2 separate regions of the Mus musculus genome follow, and region 2 is linked to region 1. Evidence: chromatin contacts called from public HiChIP or PLAC-seq data. All regions are on one chromosome and are shown on one strand. Each heading gives the region's core, a stretch centred on a gene start, on an enhancer-like site or on the middle of the called end of the contact. The rest is flanking DNA. Distances are from core to core; before and after follow the strand shown.

Region 1 (7,127 bases), core at 524-3,023:
TTATGCAGCAAAAAATAGAATTCTCAAGAAACCCTGGCTTTTTCCAGCTCCTCCTTCCATGTATGAAGAAAGAGATCCTCCCTATCGCATTTTGAAACAGGCAAACAGACTGGTGGTCAATGGCAAACCTATCTCAACACTAGACATGTGGGGACCCACGGAACTAAGTCTGCCTCTGTGTGTGTTTATACAGCCAAGATTGAAGAATGGTTTATTTTATTTTATTTTATTTTAGAGACAGGGTTTCTCTGTGTATCCCTGCCTGTCCTGGAAATTGCATTGTAGACCAGGCTGGCCTTAAACTCACCAAGATTTACCTGCCTCTGCCTTCCAAGTGCTGGGATTAAAGGTGTGAGCTACTACACCTGGCTTATTTTATTTTTTAGAGACTAGGTTTTACTATGTAGCCTGGTTGGCTTGGAACTCTCTCTGTCGACCAGGCTGGCCTCAGACTCACAGAGATCCATCTGCCTCTGCCTTCTAAGTGCTGGATTAAAGGTGTGGGCCACTACAGTTGGCCTGGCTTTTATTATATTTTAAAATGGTTGAAACAAATCTAAAGGATAGCTCATGGTCCATGGATACAAGATGACATAAAATAAAGTTTTATTGGTATACGGCTGTGTTTTCCAGTGTTCACAGTGTCTATGACTCCTTCTGGGCTGAACACACAGTAGGGCACTTGCTGTAGTCTACAGTTTGTGGAGAACACATGTTTTCTAACTCACTCTTTATTCTACAAGCTGGCTGGAGATGTAGTCAAGCACAGATAAGGCCCTGAGTTCTAGTCCTAGCAACTCCCCATCCCACTGCCCCACCCCCCAATATTACAGGGGTAAAGTAAGAAAGCCTCCAATCTGTTCACTGCTGCGAGGTGTGGTCTTGTCACCCCAGCACTTGAAATGCTGAGGCAGGAAGGCTGCACACCAAAGGCTTCCCATCCCAGAGCTGACGGGAGCTTGGGGAGGGACGAGGACAGTCAGGGACTGAGACATGTCCTAGCTTTGTCACCATACCTAGCTAGTTTGTCATTTCTAAATGCCTTCTTCATAGGAGATAACACACATGAGTGTAAACATGTAGACACTCATTCAATGGAGATCAGACATGTGCCCTTGCTTCAACTCTGTGTTCTCATAGATAGGCTCAGTGGCTATTCCTCCACTCATTAGTTTAGTAGCCCAGGCTATACCAGGTTAGAGGGAGAGCTCACTTGAAACCAAGTAGCTCCTGCCTCCTAGTGCATGCAGGACGGACAGGCGTGCAAAGCTAGTGAATGAGACAGGTGTGAAGTAGGGCACGGGAACGCAGCATGACCTGGCACAAGGCCATCTGTAGTTGCCCTTCGAGGTAGCCTGGGCTGTGGCCACAAGAAGGAGATGGAAAACTGTGTGTAACGACTGTGTGATGGGGCTGGAGAGATGGCTCAGTGGTTAAGAGCACTGACTGTGCTTCTAGAGGTCCTGAGTTCAATTCCCAGCAACCACATGGTGGCTCATCACCATCTGTAATGGGATCCCATGCCCTCTTCTGGTGTGTCTGAAGACAGCAACAGTGTACTCACATACATGACACAAATAAATAGATCTTAAAAAAAAACAAAACAAAACAAAAACAGTGGGTGGTGATTAATGAGGCAAGAGGTTTCTGGGAGGCAGAAGAGAAGTGTCCTTTCCCAGGTAGACACGTGGATGGTTCACATGTGGAGCATGAGATGTGGCTAGAGTCATGAGGAGAGCCAAGAGGAGAAAGGTGACTCATAACCCTGAGGCGGGTGTGGTGGCCTCTAGCAGGTTCTTCATCTTTCAGCCTTTTCCCAGAAGTGGGTTGGGGATGGTGCCAGACTGCACAGCAGGGAAATAGGGTGAGGCCACCAGGGACCAGAGCCTGTGGCGGCTGGGAGGTAGCGGGTGGTCTGAGCCAGGAAGTGGGGTCTGCCTGTGGCTCTTGCTCTTTCATGCCTGACTGTGCACTTGTGCTGGGTTCAGATGCTGCCACGCGAACGTCCTACCTCTGCTGGGTTTCTGCACTGGAAGACAGTTCCACAGCCTCATCTACCCCTACATGGCAAATGGCTCTCTGCACGACAGACTCTGGGCTCAGGTAAACCAGTGGCTGTAGTCACAGGACGGAACAGATAGCTCTTGCCTAGGAGTCAAGTTAAGGACTTCAAAGAGTGTAAACTTTTTTGAAAGCTTATAAAAGCTTCAATATAGATATCAATGTATCCTTTATTTCATTTTATTTTTATTTATGATTTTTTTTGGGGGGGGGAGGACAAGATCACCAGTAGCCAGGTTAGCCTCAAACTTGCTATATGGTAGACAGTGACCTTGAAGTTCTGGTCCTCCTGTCTTTACTTCCTGAGTGCTAGGAGTACAAGCATGTGCTACCATGCCTGGTTTGTGCAGCGCTGGGGAATGAAGTCCAGGACCTGGATAGGAGCAGACAGCTTAAACTGAACTCTGTCCCCAACTGCTCTCCTAGTCTTTATAATGCTAAGATCAAATCCAGGACTTCCGGTCCATTTCATATCCAAGGAGACAAAAGCTCAGAGGCTTCAAGCGTCTTCCCAAAGTCACACAGCAGGAGTGTGTCTGATCTTGGAATTTCAAGTAGCTCTGTTTGATACAAATAATATCACCTCAGCCGGGCGTGGTGGCGCACGCCTTTAATCCCAGCACTCGGGAGGCAGAGGCAGGCGGATTTCTGAGTTTGAGGACAGCCAGGGCTAAACAGAGAAACCCTGTCTCGAAAAACAAAACAAACAAAATAATAATAATAATAATAATAATAATAATAATAATAATAATCACCTCAAGGTAGTACATCACACTGGCTGAGCCCCGTGACCAAGGATGGGTTCGAAGCAGTCCGAGAACAGACTATAAAGACTTTAGGATGGTTCAGGAGTGACCCTTTTTATACCTTCTCTTTCTCTTAGGGCAACTCAGACATGCTGCCCTGGCCACAGCGGGCCAGCATCTGCTCAGGGCTGCTTCTAGCCGTGGAGCACCTGCATAGCCTGGACATCATCCACAGCAATGTTAAGAGGTGAGAGGGCGGGCTGGAGAGATGGCTCAGTGGTTAAGAGCACTGACTGCTCTTCCAGAGGTCCTGAGTTCAGTTCACAGCAACCACGTGGTGGCTCACAACCCACCATGCAATGGTGGGTCTGATGCCCTCTTCTGGGGTGTCTGAAGAGAGCAATGGTGGATACATTAAATAAATAAATAATAAATAAATCTTTTTTTAAAAAAGAGAGAAAAGAAAAAAGAGGTGAGAGGGCAGCATGAGCTGGGCTTGCTCCCCAGGTCTGGCTTTGAGAACCAGGACAGCTCCTGTTCTTGCTGTCTGTCTGTCTCTCCCCTCCCCTTCCCCCTTCTTCTCCTCTATCTCCCCTCCCTTGGGGACCTTAGCTCTCTCTTCATATCCTCAAAATCCAGTATTTCTGAGGTATGAAGCTGTCACTTTATCTGTGGCCTTTCTGGATTAGTTTCCCTGCAGGCCACAGCACCCTAAACATTTGACCATCTACTCAGGAGTGAGCCGGCTTGCACTCCATCTGGGAGCTGTGCCCAGCCTTGGGATTTGAGCTCCCCATTTGAACTTTGCTCAGTGCCTGCCTTGCTTGTCGGTTAGCGATAGACCTTGTCAGGGAGTTTTCCAGGTTTCCTATCCCCCGCATCTTAGTGTCAGGTTTCCAAGAACTAGAGAACTGCCATCACGGGAGAGATTCCAAGAGTCCAAGGCATTTAGCAGAACCAGCTGCACGACCATAGAGGTCTTGTGGTTCCTCAAGGTTCCCTCTCCTGTGGTACAAGCCAGCTCAAAAGCCCTTTCTTCTTTCCCCTCCTGACTTGCATTTGATGGCCCCATCACCCTGGGCGTGCTCCACCATCCAGCTGCGTCGTCCTCCCACGCAAATCCTCACCCCTAAGACTGGATGGTTTCACGGCTCTCAGTTCCTCCTCTGCCTCCCCATGTTGCAAGGTTTCACGGCTTGTTGTGATTTCTTAACCTTGCGGTGAAGCGGCTTGCTCACACTTATTTAGATACTCCTAATAGTAGATATTGGAGTTGCTGGCTATTATTAAAAAGATTTTTTAAACTTTTTTTTTGTTTGTTTATTGAGACAAAGTCTTGCTGTCGAGCAGAACTGGCCTCTAACTTACCAGTGTAGCCCAGGCTGACCTGAAGCTCACTACGTAGCCTACACTGGCCTCGAACTTCCAGCAGCTCTATCTTAGTTTCCCAAGTGCTGGGGATTATAGGTGAGCTGCCACTGTGCCTGGCCTGGTGTCTTCTTTTTCAAATACTGCTCGGTGGACCAGTGAGATGGCTCAGCGGGTGAAAATGCTCGCTGCCAGGCCTGATGGCCTGAGTTTGATCCCTTGAATCTAAATGATGGAAGGAGAGAGCCTGCAAAACTTCCCACTGAGCTCCCCTGGCAAGATGTGGCATGCATACCCCCTCCCCCAAGGAATTCTCTCTCTGAGAATTTTCTCTCCCTCCAATTATGACTGGATCAAAGTATATTTTCACTTCTCCCTTTAAAAATTAAAAAAAAAAAGCTCCCCTTCCCTACAACCTGAGCAAACTGAGTTACAAAGGATGTAACTGGGTTATAAAGGATGCCAGTGTCTGGGTTGGCCCCAGAGAGGCCAGAGCTTGTAATGGGAACAGCTTTAGAGGAGTCTAGGCCAGAATGAGCAGTGGGCTTGACCTGATGAGCGGTGGGGCCGGCCAGGGCTGGCATCTGTGGGGAGTAGAAGTCTGCATTTCCTGCATATTCCTGGGGCAACTAGGCCAATTTTCAGCTCCATTTCCATTTAATGGAGTGAGTGGGTTTCCAAGGTCCTACCCATTTATGGCTGGCTATTTCATGTTGAGTGTCTTCTGTGAGTGCCTCCACTCCACCATTCCCAGGGCTGACGCTTGCCCAGTGCTAAATTGTTTGGCCAGTGTGTCTCCACGGCAACCTCTTCACTTGCTTTCCCGCAGTGCCAACGTCTTGCTGGACCAGCATCTTAACCCCAAGCTGGCTCATCCTGTGGCTCACCCTCATCCCGACAATAAAAAGACCAAATATACCGTCATGAGGACTCACCTGTTCCAGGCCTCAGCTGCATATCTGCCGGAACACTTCATCAGAGTGGGGCAGCTGACCAAGCAGGTGGACATCTTCAGCTGTGGAATTGTAAGCATTTCCTCGTCTGCCCACAGGCTGGCTGTAAGCGTGGGGCTTGCGTGGAGTTACAGCAGAGGCTGCTGGACTGTGGCCTCCAGGCCAGATCCGAGACAAAGGCATCTTTGAAAACCGTTTATTTCACTTGCTCTTAGTCTGTGGGTGTGCATTATGTGTGGGGTGTGGGATGGGGGTGTAGTTCGAGTGAGACGCTCAGGTAGTATCGACCTCCTTTGGGATCGGCTCTCTCATGGACCTGAAGCTCACGAGTTAGGCTAGACTCACCAGTGAACCCCAAGGATCCTCCTGTCTCAGTCTCCCCAGGGCTTGAATTACAAGTGCATACCACAACATCTGGCATTTGTATATGAGAATCTCAGGATCTGAGCTCTCAAGTCCTATGTTCACAAGGTGACCATTCACGGACTGACGTATGTCCCTAATTTGCCTCCCCACCCCCATTTTTGGTACCGGAGATAATACCGAGACCCTCAGACATGCGAGACATGTGTTCTACCACTGAGCCATACTTCCCAAATTTTTGCAATAAGGTGTCACTGGGTCCCTGTGGTCCAGCCTAGCCACCAACCACGATCCTGCCTCAGCCCTTTGAGTACTGGAATTGCAGCTGTGTGCAACCAGGCCTAACTTCTATGGTCTATTTTACATGGCTTCTGAGTTATAAGTGATTTTCATGGTTAAAAAGGTTTACATAGCTGGGCATGGGGGTAGATGTTTGTAATCCCAGCACTTGGAAAGTCAAGGCAGGAAGATTGCTTTTAGTTCAGGCTAGCCTGGGCTACATAGCGAGTTCTAGGTCAACTTAACCTTGTGTCAGAAACTCTTAAAAAATGGTAAACAGGTATATACAGAAACTGTGTATGGTTGGTGATTCTGTGGGCTGTAGATGTTATCTCTCGACTTCCTGCTTCCCGTCCATACTGTTGGCCTACCACCTATTTCTCTGTCATGTTTCTTCATCACTCTTCCATCGGTGACCATCTACCTCTCCTGCATACCCTGCCTCAGGACCGGGTGCCGGGTGCTCAGGGCGTACTGTAAAGCGTCTGTAGTCTGAGCCTGATAGTCTGCTCAGTTCATCTTTAGGACACACTGAGTCCTGTTGATGTCTGCAGGATGGGTGTGTTAAAAGGGCTGAGAGGACGGATAGGTTTGGAAGATACTGTCGAGCAAAGCCAAGCGGGCTTTTCATTCCAGACTTAATAGGGTGCTGACCCTGTGACCTGGTTGTTGTGAACCCAGCAGAGAAGGTGATGCAAGCCCCTGCAACCCCACTTGACAGCAGAGCCTGGTTTTCTTGCTGTCTGTCTGTCCGACTTGGTGTTGCAAGACCACAGAATGTTCCACAGCATTGGGAATGTGACCCGAGATGCACAGTTTGTTGCCTGCAGCCAAACTCAGACTGTTGCGCTCAGGGCTTTGCATGTGCCTTCCTCCCTGTCTTGAACTCTGTCCTTCCTCTCTGTGACCACAGTCTTCTGTCTGTTCACATCTGCCTCTGGAGCCCTCACCAGGCCGCCTTCTGCCCTCAACTGGACCTCTGTGTCCCAGATTCAGTTTCCTTCTGCCCCTGGCTGGCCACTCTGCTGGCTCCCATTTTCCCCATTTGATCCCCCCCTAGAGTTTCCTGTGAGTGTGTCGGTGAGGCTAAGCAGCCCTACTTGGAGAACCAGTGGCTCTCTGGGAGAGGAGGCAGAGCGAGTTCTAGGGGAACCTAGGCAATTTAGGAAGACTATATCTCAAAACAAACAGAACAGAATAAAGCAAATGAAAACAAAGATTGAAATAAGTCAAAACAAAGCAATAGGGCAGACCCTCCAACTACCAGGCAGTATGGCCTAGTGCAGTCCAGGCACTTCCGCCATCTAACACCTGCCCACCCCATGTTTGGGCCTCAGTTTTGCCTTCTGGAAAGTGG
Region 2 (6,910 bases), core at 2,592-5,091, 970 kb after region 1:
TGTAAGTTAAGTGTCAGTGAATTGTACACTTTAAATGAGGTGGTAGTGATTATCTTTTTTTTTTTTTTTTTTTTTGTTTTTGTTTTTCAAGACAGGGTTTTCTGTGTAGCCCTGGCTGTCCTAGAACTCACTCTGTAGACCAGGTTGGCCTCGAATTCAGAAATCCGCCTGCCTCTGCCTCCGGAGTGCTGGGATTAAAGGCGTGCACCACCACACCCGGCTGGTAGTGATTATCTTAATCTCAGCACTTGAGAGGCTGAGGCAGAGAAAGCAGAGAAAGAAGGATTAAGAGTTCCACATGCTAGGTGTGGTGGTGCACACCTTTAATCCCAGCACTCTGGTGGATCTCCGAGTTCAAGGCCAGCCTCATCTACAGAATAAATTACAGGGGTAGCCAGTGCTATTCAGAGAGACCTTGTCTTTAAAAACCAAGAGATCAATCTTCTGATAGGCATAATTGTACAATCGTTTCATCTCAGTACCTTAGGAACTGGAGACCATCCTGATCTTCACAGTGGGGCTTTGTCTAAACAAATAAAAAAGTTGAGGCCTGGAGCAATGTTTCAGTGGCTTACCCATGCCATGCAAACACAAGGATCAGCGACCCAGAATCCTCATAAGTACCAGGTGGGCTTGATGACCTGTCTGTAATTTCAGCCTTGGAGGGTAGAGGCTGGCTGTGCAGAGCAAGCTGGCTAGCTAGACTAATGATATGGAATATTGATGAGTCCTGGGTCTGATTGAGAGACTGCTTCAATGGAACAAGGTGGAATGTGATGGAGGATGACTCCCAACTTCAACCTGGGCCTCCACAAGAATGTGCACATATGTGCACCCCTGTGCACATGTGCCCTCCCATAATGCAAACACGCATATACATACATGGACAACACAACCACATGAAAATGGACAAGGAACAAAGCCATCTTCAGCTGCATGCCTTGGTCAAGGCCAGCTTGGGCTACATGAAGCCCAGTCTCCAGAAATGAATGAATTAGTGACAGAATACTTCTAAGGAGTGGGAGGTGCTTCAAGTCCTGGGTGGTTGTATAAAATTCCAGGTAACAGGATGGAGAGCAACCAGGAGCCATTTGGTTTCTGTTTGGATTTGAGGATACTATTTGAGAATGTGTTGAACAAGAATAAACTCTGAGGACATAGTATTTGAGCCAAACCCAAACAATGAAAGCTATCTTCACCCCAGCTTTGTCCCCCAGTTTTCTTACACTGCTTACAGTTGTCTTGCATAGAGCTCTGCCCTCATCTGCCTGGAACATCTGTCTTCAGATTTATGTGGCCAACTTCTGTGTGATTTTTGGAACCTTTTAAAGAGTAGAGGATAGGACTTTATTACAAAACCACAGGATCAAGGTTCATTTTCTGAAGGCCAATATAGTGGCACATACCTTTAGTCCCAGCATTCTGGCAGAGGCAAGTAGATCTCTAAGTTCAAGGCCAGTTTGGTCTACAGAGTTACAGGACAGCCTGAGTTACACAGAGAAATGCTTTTGTGGGCAGGGAATTCAGGGGAATCCTTTTCTGTCCTTAGCGTGTCTCTCTCTCTCTCTCTCTCTCTCTCTCTCTCTCTCTCTCTCTCTCTCTCTCTCTCTCTCTCTCTCTCTCTCTCCCTCTCTCCCTCTCTCATTATATCTAAGTACACTATGATATAACTGTCTTCAGACGCACCAGAAGAGGGCATCAGATCTCATTATGGATGGTTGTGAGCCACCATGTGGTTGCTGGGATTTGAACTCAGAACCTTCAGAACAGTCAGTGCTCTTAACTGCTGAGCCATCTCTCCAGCCTGCCAGTATCGCATTAAAGAAAATAAGCATGGATCTGCTTAGTGCCTTACAGGGCCCCAACATCTGGGAATGCAAAGATGAGGGATGTATGTATCCTTTCCCTCCAGGAGCTGACTTGTGACAATCTGGCAAGAAACTTGCAGAGATTTGAGGGAGGAGGACTTTGGTTGCAGGCAAATCAGGCTGGGGATACACAGCCACGCTGGCACTTTATCCTGGATCTAGCAGGTATGTCCAGTGTGTGCAACCCACCACAAAACTGCAGATTTATTTAAAACATTAGATTACACAGACAGCATGAACTTTATAGGTGACCGCACACTGTTCTGGTGTCAAAAGTGTGGACCCACTTGGAACAGTGCCCAGGGTACTCCGGATAAAGAGGGTTTGCAGGTGATAAGAACGAGGCCCTGGGTGACACTGCACGGCCTGAAGGGAAGCAGAGCCATGGTAGGGTTGCAGGCTAAAAGGTGTCTGAGAAGCAGGAGCCACATTATGCATGCCCCGTAGGCAGTGCCATTTTAAGCACAGAGGCTGCATGCCACTCTTCTAAAAGTTACTTCCTGGGCTTCAGGGTCCTCTATAGAATATGGAGGAGAGGTCTGGTGCACATCATACATGAAGCCCTGAGTTCCATCTTTATAGCAGATTTGGGTAAATTAATAAAAGAATGTACTGTGTCTACAAGAAGGCTCAGTGGTGAGAGGTGCTTGCTGCCAAGTCTAATGACCTGAGTTTGACCCACAGGACCCACATGGAAGATGAGAACATGCCTTCTGATCCCCACATGCATACTCTGGCATGCTCTTCCTACAGGATTAAAATGTGATAAAAAATATAGAGTGTATAGAAAAATTGTGTGTTTTTTTTAATGTTGACATTTCCCAGTTGGACTTGGTGTATGCCTCTCCTCAGAAGGCTGAGGCCTGAGGATTGCTCATTCCAGACCAACCTGGTCCCTGTAAGAAGACCTTGTCTCAGAAAGCAAATAAGGTAGAACGCTATTTTTTTTCTAGTTTCTATCATAGTTCTTTTTTCTTGTTTGGTTGGTTTGCTTTTTCAAGGCAGGGTTTCTCTGTGTAGCCCTGGCTGTCCTGGAACTCACTCTGTAGATCAGGCTGGCCTTGAACTCAGAAATCCGCCTGCCTCTGCCTCCCAAGTGCTGGAATTGCTGGAATTAAAGGCATGCGCCACCACTGCCCGGCACTATCATAGTCCTTTCTTCTGCACCATGTATGTGTGTGTGTGTGTCTGTGTGTGTCTGTGTGTGTCTGTGTGTGTGTGTGTGTATAATAGTGACAGTGTAAAACCCCAATTGAAACTGGAGCTTCAGAAAAACACACTTTTTTTTTTTTTTTTTAGAGACAGGGTTTTTCTGTGTAGCCCTGGCAATTCTAGAACTCACTTTGTAGACCAGGCTATCTGCCTGCCTTCCAAGTGCTGGGATTAAAGGCGTGTGCCACCACCGCCCGGCCAGAACAACCACTCTTAAGTGAACCTCGTTCACTAAGAAGTATAGAGTTTGAGACTGACCAACTGCTTAAGTGGCTGCTTTAACTTGGTTTTAGTTGTGAGTCAACTAAAATAAAGCAAATATATAAAGCAAATAAAAAGGCCAATTATTGGATGTGTTTTAAGATTAGGGCCAAGGATGCCAGAGGCAAAGCTACATCACCAGGCTCTGTCCCTAGTATGACCAAAGGGTGAGAGGAAGATGAGGTAAACATTGCCCACTTAGCCTTGCCTGTATGGACTGCTGGCTGGGAAGTTTGGAGACCTTTACAATGTCATTGTGGGGTAGGGTGCAGCGTAGTGCTCAGGGGAAAAACCTGCTGGAGTCACTTCTGTCCTTCCTAACTCCTGGGGAATCAAGCAAAGGTGGTCAGGCTTGCGGGCAAGCACTTTTACCTGCTGAATCATGGACTTTTACTTTGAAAGCGCTGGAGTAGGAAGTGGAGAGCTGAGGAAGTTTGAGCAAGGAGGGTGTATGCTGTCATCTCTAAGTCACTGCACAAGGCAGGTCAACCTGAGGACTTGTCAGGATTCTGTGGCAGTAATCCAGGTGACAGAGGACAACAGCTGGTCAGAATCACTGGCTACCAGAGAAGGCAGTAGATTTTTGAGAAAGGAGGTAGGTTTTGCTGGCCTGGCTCAGAAGAGGAAGACGACAAGACTCATGTTGGGGGCTAAGTTTTTTGCTTAAGGGCTCTGGTTATATCTGCCTTCTCTGAGGTTAGACTTAGAGTCAGTTGGCCTCGTTTTCCATCTTTACCCAGGGAAGTGAAACCCACTGATGCCTTCCTCTTCCTCGTCCTGATTTCCCCTCCCTCTCCCAGAGTCTGAAGGCTCACTGTGTAGTCCTGGGTGAGATGAGACAGAACCCCAGAATTCCAGGTGTTCCCACCTTCTTTACTTAGGCCCTGCCCTTTGAACTGGCATGTGTTCATTAGGTTGGGGCATATGTGGAAAGGAAGTCTCTTTCAGGGGATCCAGCCATGTGGGGAAGGGGCGCACATGCCTTGGCGTTTCCTAAAGGCCCACCAGTGACCTAGTAGACACATGATGTTCTTCCTACAATCGCACTCTGTGTCTCCAGCAAAGTCTGGATGACCTACATGGCTATGGGATGCTCTTGACCATTTCCTGAGTCCTCCCCCACAGTCCTCAGCCGCCCTCCCTGCCTCTTGCTTCACCATGTTACACCCATCAGCCAAGACTCTTCTTTCTCTGTTGCTTCTCACCCACTCTTTTTAAGCCTTGTCCATCACTTTGCACTTAATTTCTAATCTGGGGAAAGATAGTATGTTAGCAGGGGCTTGGTGGCTAATGCTCATTTGTAAGACCACCACTAGAGACAGGCAGAAGGATTATGACAGTTGGGGGTCAGGCTAGGCTACATACCGAGTATTTGTTTGAAAAGGAGGATGGACAGGAGGAAGAGGGACTCAGGAAAGCCAGGAAGAAATCATGGACTATGAGGCTGATTCCTCTGTGAAATCCTGTCTTAGGCTTTTATTGCTGTGAAGAGATACCATGGCTGACCAAGGCAACTCTTATAAAGGAAAACGTTTAATTGGGGCTGGCTTACAGTTCCAGAGGCTTAATCCATTGTTGTCATGGTGGGAAGCATGGCAGCGTGTAGGGAGACAGAGTGTTGGAGAAGAAGCTGAGAGTTTTACATCTCCATCCACGGGCAGCAGGAAGAGACAGTGAGCCTCTAGGACTCTTCTGAGACCTCAAAGCCCACCCCTAGTGATTCACTTCATCCAACAAAGCTATACTTCCTAACCTATCGGGGCCATTTCTATTCAGGCCACCACAGATCCAGTCTTCTTTCCCTGAGACCTGACTGCATTGTCTGTCCATTTTCTTTGGTCTTTCACTATCCAGTCCCCCCTCAGTAGCCTCGGTTTCTCTCTTCTGGTGGAAAAAGAAGCACAGCCTCTAGCCATTGCCTACCCTTCCAGCCACGGTGTTGGTGAGAGCAGTGTGGAGCGCTCTGCTTCCTCCCACCTTCACTGGTTGCCATGCTTTCTGTACCCAGCACCCACCACACTGCATCCCCAAGCAGCTGACAGCATTCTGCCAGAGGTCCCCAGTTTTCCTGCTTCATCTCCAGACTTCTTAACATTACCTGGTATATATGCATTGCTGGTGTATGTTCATTGCTGGCGTTATCCTGTGCTTACCAGCCTGACCATTTTCCTCTTGATTACATCCATGGCCTCTCTCCCTTCTACTCTGAGTACTAGTTTTCTTCAAGGCTGTACCCACAATTCTTTGACCTTCTCACATACAACTTTATGCTAACAGACCTGTGACCCCTGTTGTGTGTCTTGGGGACCCTCCTGCAATGCCACCCTGGATCTCTGAGTCAAGATGGAAGCTTGTTACTGTTCCTGTAAACCTGCTGTTCTTTCTGCATCCTTTAATTTGCCATCATCTTTTTCCTCAGTCCTTGACGTAGATTCTCACGTCTCTCTTGGGTGTTCCCTCCCTTGCAGAGTCTCCTTCCTGAGTGACTCTTGACGAGTTGTACCTGCTGTCCTCCTCACTGCCTTCCCTCCTTGCCTTGTCCGCATGCATCCCCACCCTGCCTCCTGCTGCTTGGCCCACCTTAGCAGTCTAGCCTTGCCACTGTACACTCCCTTTCTGGAGTACAGAGCCCTGCTGGAATGGAAGTCCCTTTCCTATCAGGCCCTGCAGCGTGCATATAGCTCTGCCTACTCCGGTGACCAAAGGTTTTAGCTGCTCTGTCCTCACGCCTCTCCTTCATCCTGGCCAGGCTCATTCCTGTTCGCCTGAACATACCCTGCTGGCCATTCATTCCTAGACCTTGTCATCAGCACTGTGAGTGGTTCGGGACTCAGGCAGATGCTCGGTAAGCAGTGGTGGGAACATGGAAATCAGCACAGTTCTTTTTGAACTTTGCTTCCAGGAAAGACAGATATTCATCATGTATAAAATGATGGCCATGGTAGTATGCTGGCCCTCCCCTGGAATTCCAGTGCTCACAAGGCCAAGGTGGGAGGAAGTTGAAGCCTGCCTAAGCTATATAGTGAGACTGTCTCAAAAAATAATATTCATAAATTACTGACTGTACGGTGAAGATGAGGTGCAGAAGTGCTTTTGGAAGGTGCAGTGTCTGTAGAAAGAATGGCGAGGCTGAGATGTGCACGGGGAAAGGAGATACCTGGGTGAATGTCGGGCAGGAATGTTCCATGCTGTGCAGGAGCCACTGGAGGATCTGGAATTGGTGTGGAAGCAAAACAGCTTCCTTTCTTTTTTCTTTAATTTTGAAATAGCATCTTACTCTAGTATAGGCTGGCCTCAAACTCATGATCCTCTTGCCTCACTGTCCCCAGAGCTGGGGTTGCAGGTTTGTGCTGCACTCCCCAGTTTACCCTTCTCCTTTTGCTCTATCATAGTGTGTAAGTGTGTGTGTGCCTGTGTGTTTGTGTACGGGTATACACATGCAAGTGCATGCATGGAGGTCAGAGGCAGACAATCAGTGTCTTGCCTGCCATTCTTCTCCTTATTCCTTTGTACCAGGACCTTTCACTGAACTTGGAGCTAGAATGGCAGCCAGCAAGCTCCAGTCCCTC

Evidence for each region. HiChIP or PLAC-seq counts read pairs in DNA pulled down with a chosen protein or histone mark.
Region 2: a contact with region 1 is called in a FOXA1 HiChIP or PLAC-seq map of pancreatic cancer cells. The contact joins two enhancer-like sites. A contact is called at or near these places in 1 of 115 datasets of contacts at active chromatin or transcription factors (pancreatic cancer cells) and 1 of 9 other capture datasets (adipose tissue).

Annotation. Positions count from the first base shown.
Region 1 is chr6:113,673,643-113,680,769 of GRCm38.p6, forward strand. It overlaps Irak2 (interleukin-1 receptor-associated kinase 2), which reads left to right. Exons shown (of 13, transcript NM_172161.4): 7 at 1,989-2,103; 8 at 2,945-3,054; 9 at 5,005-5,200. Among named protein-coding and RNA genes, the nearest start is that of Tatdn2, 20 kb to the right of the region's middle. Within about 2 kb of position 1,774, at least 63 of the 459 cell types and tissues checked have an H3K27ac peak or open chromatin away from gene starts, as enhancers often do. A contact at or near this core is called in pancreatic cancer cells, where this site is marked.
Region 2 is chr6:114,645,025-114,651,934 of GRCm38.p6, forward strand. The region is part of intron 1 of Atg7 (autophagy related 7); the gene reads left to right. Among named protein-coding and RNA genes, the nearest start is that of Atg7, 5.4 kb to the left of the region's middle. Within about 2 kb of position 3,842, at least 80 of the 459 cell types and tissues checked have an H3K27ac peak or open chromatin away from gene starts, as enhancers often do. A contact at or near this core is called in pancreatic cancer cells, where this site is marked.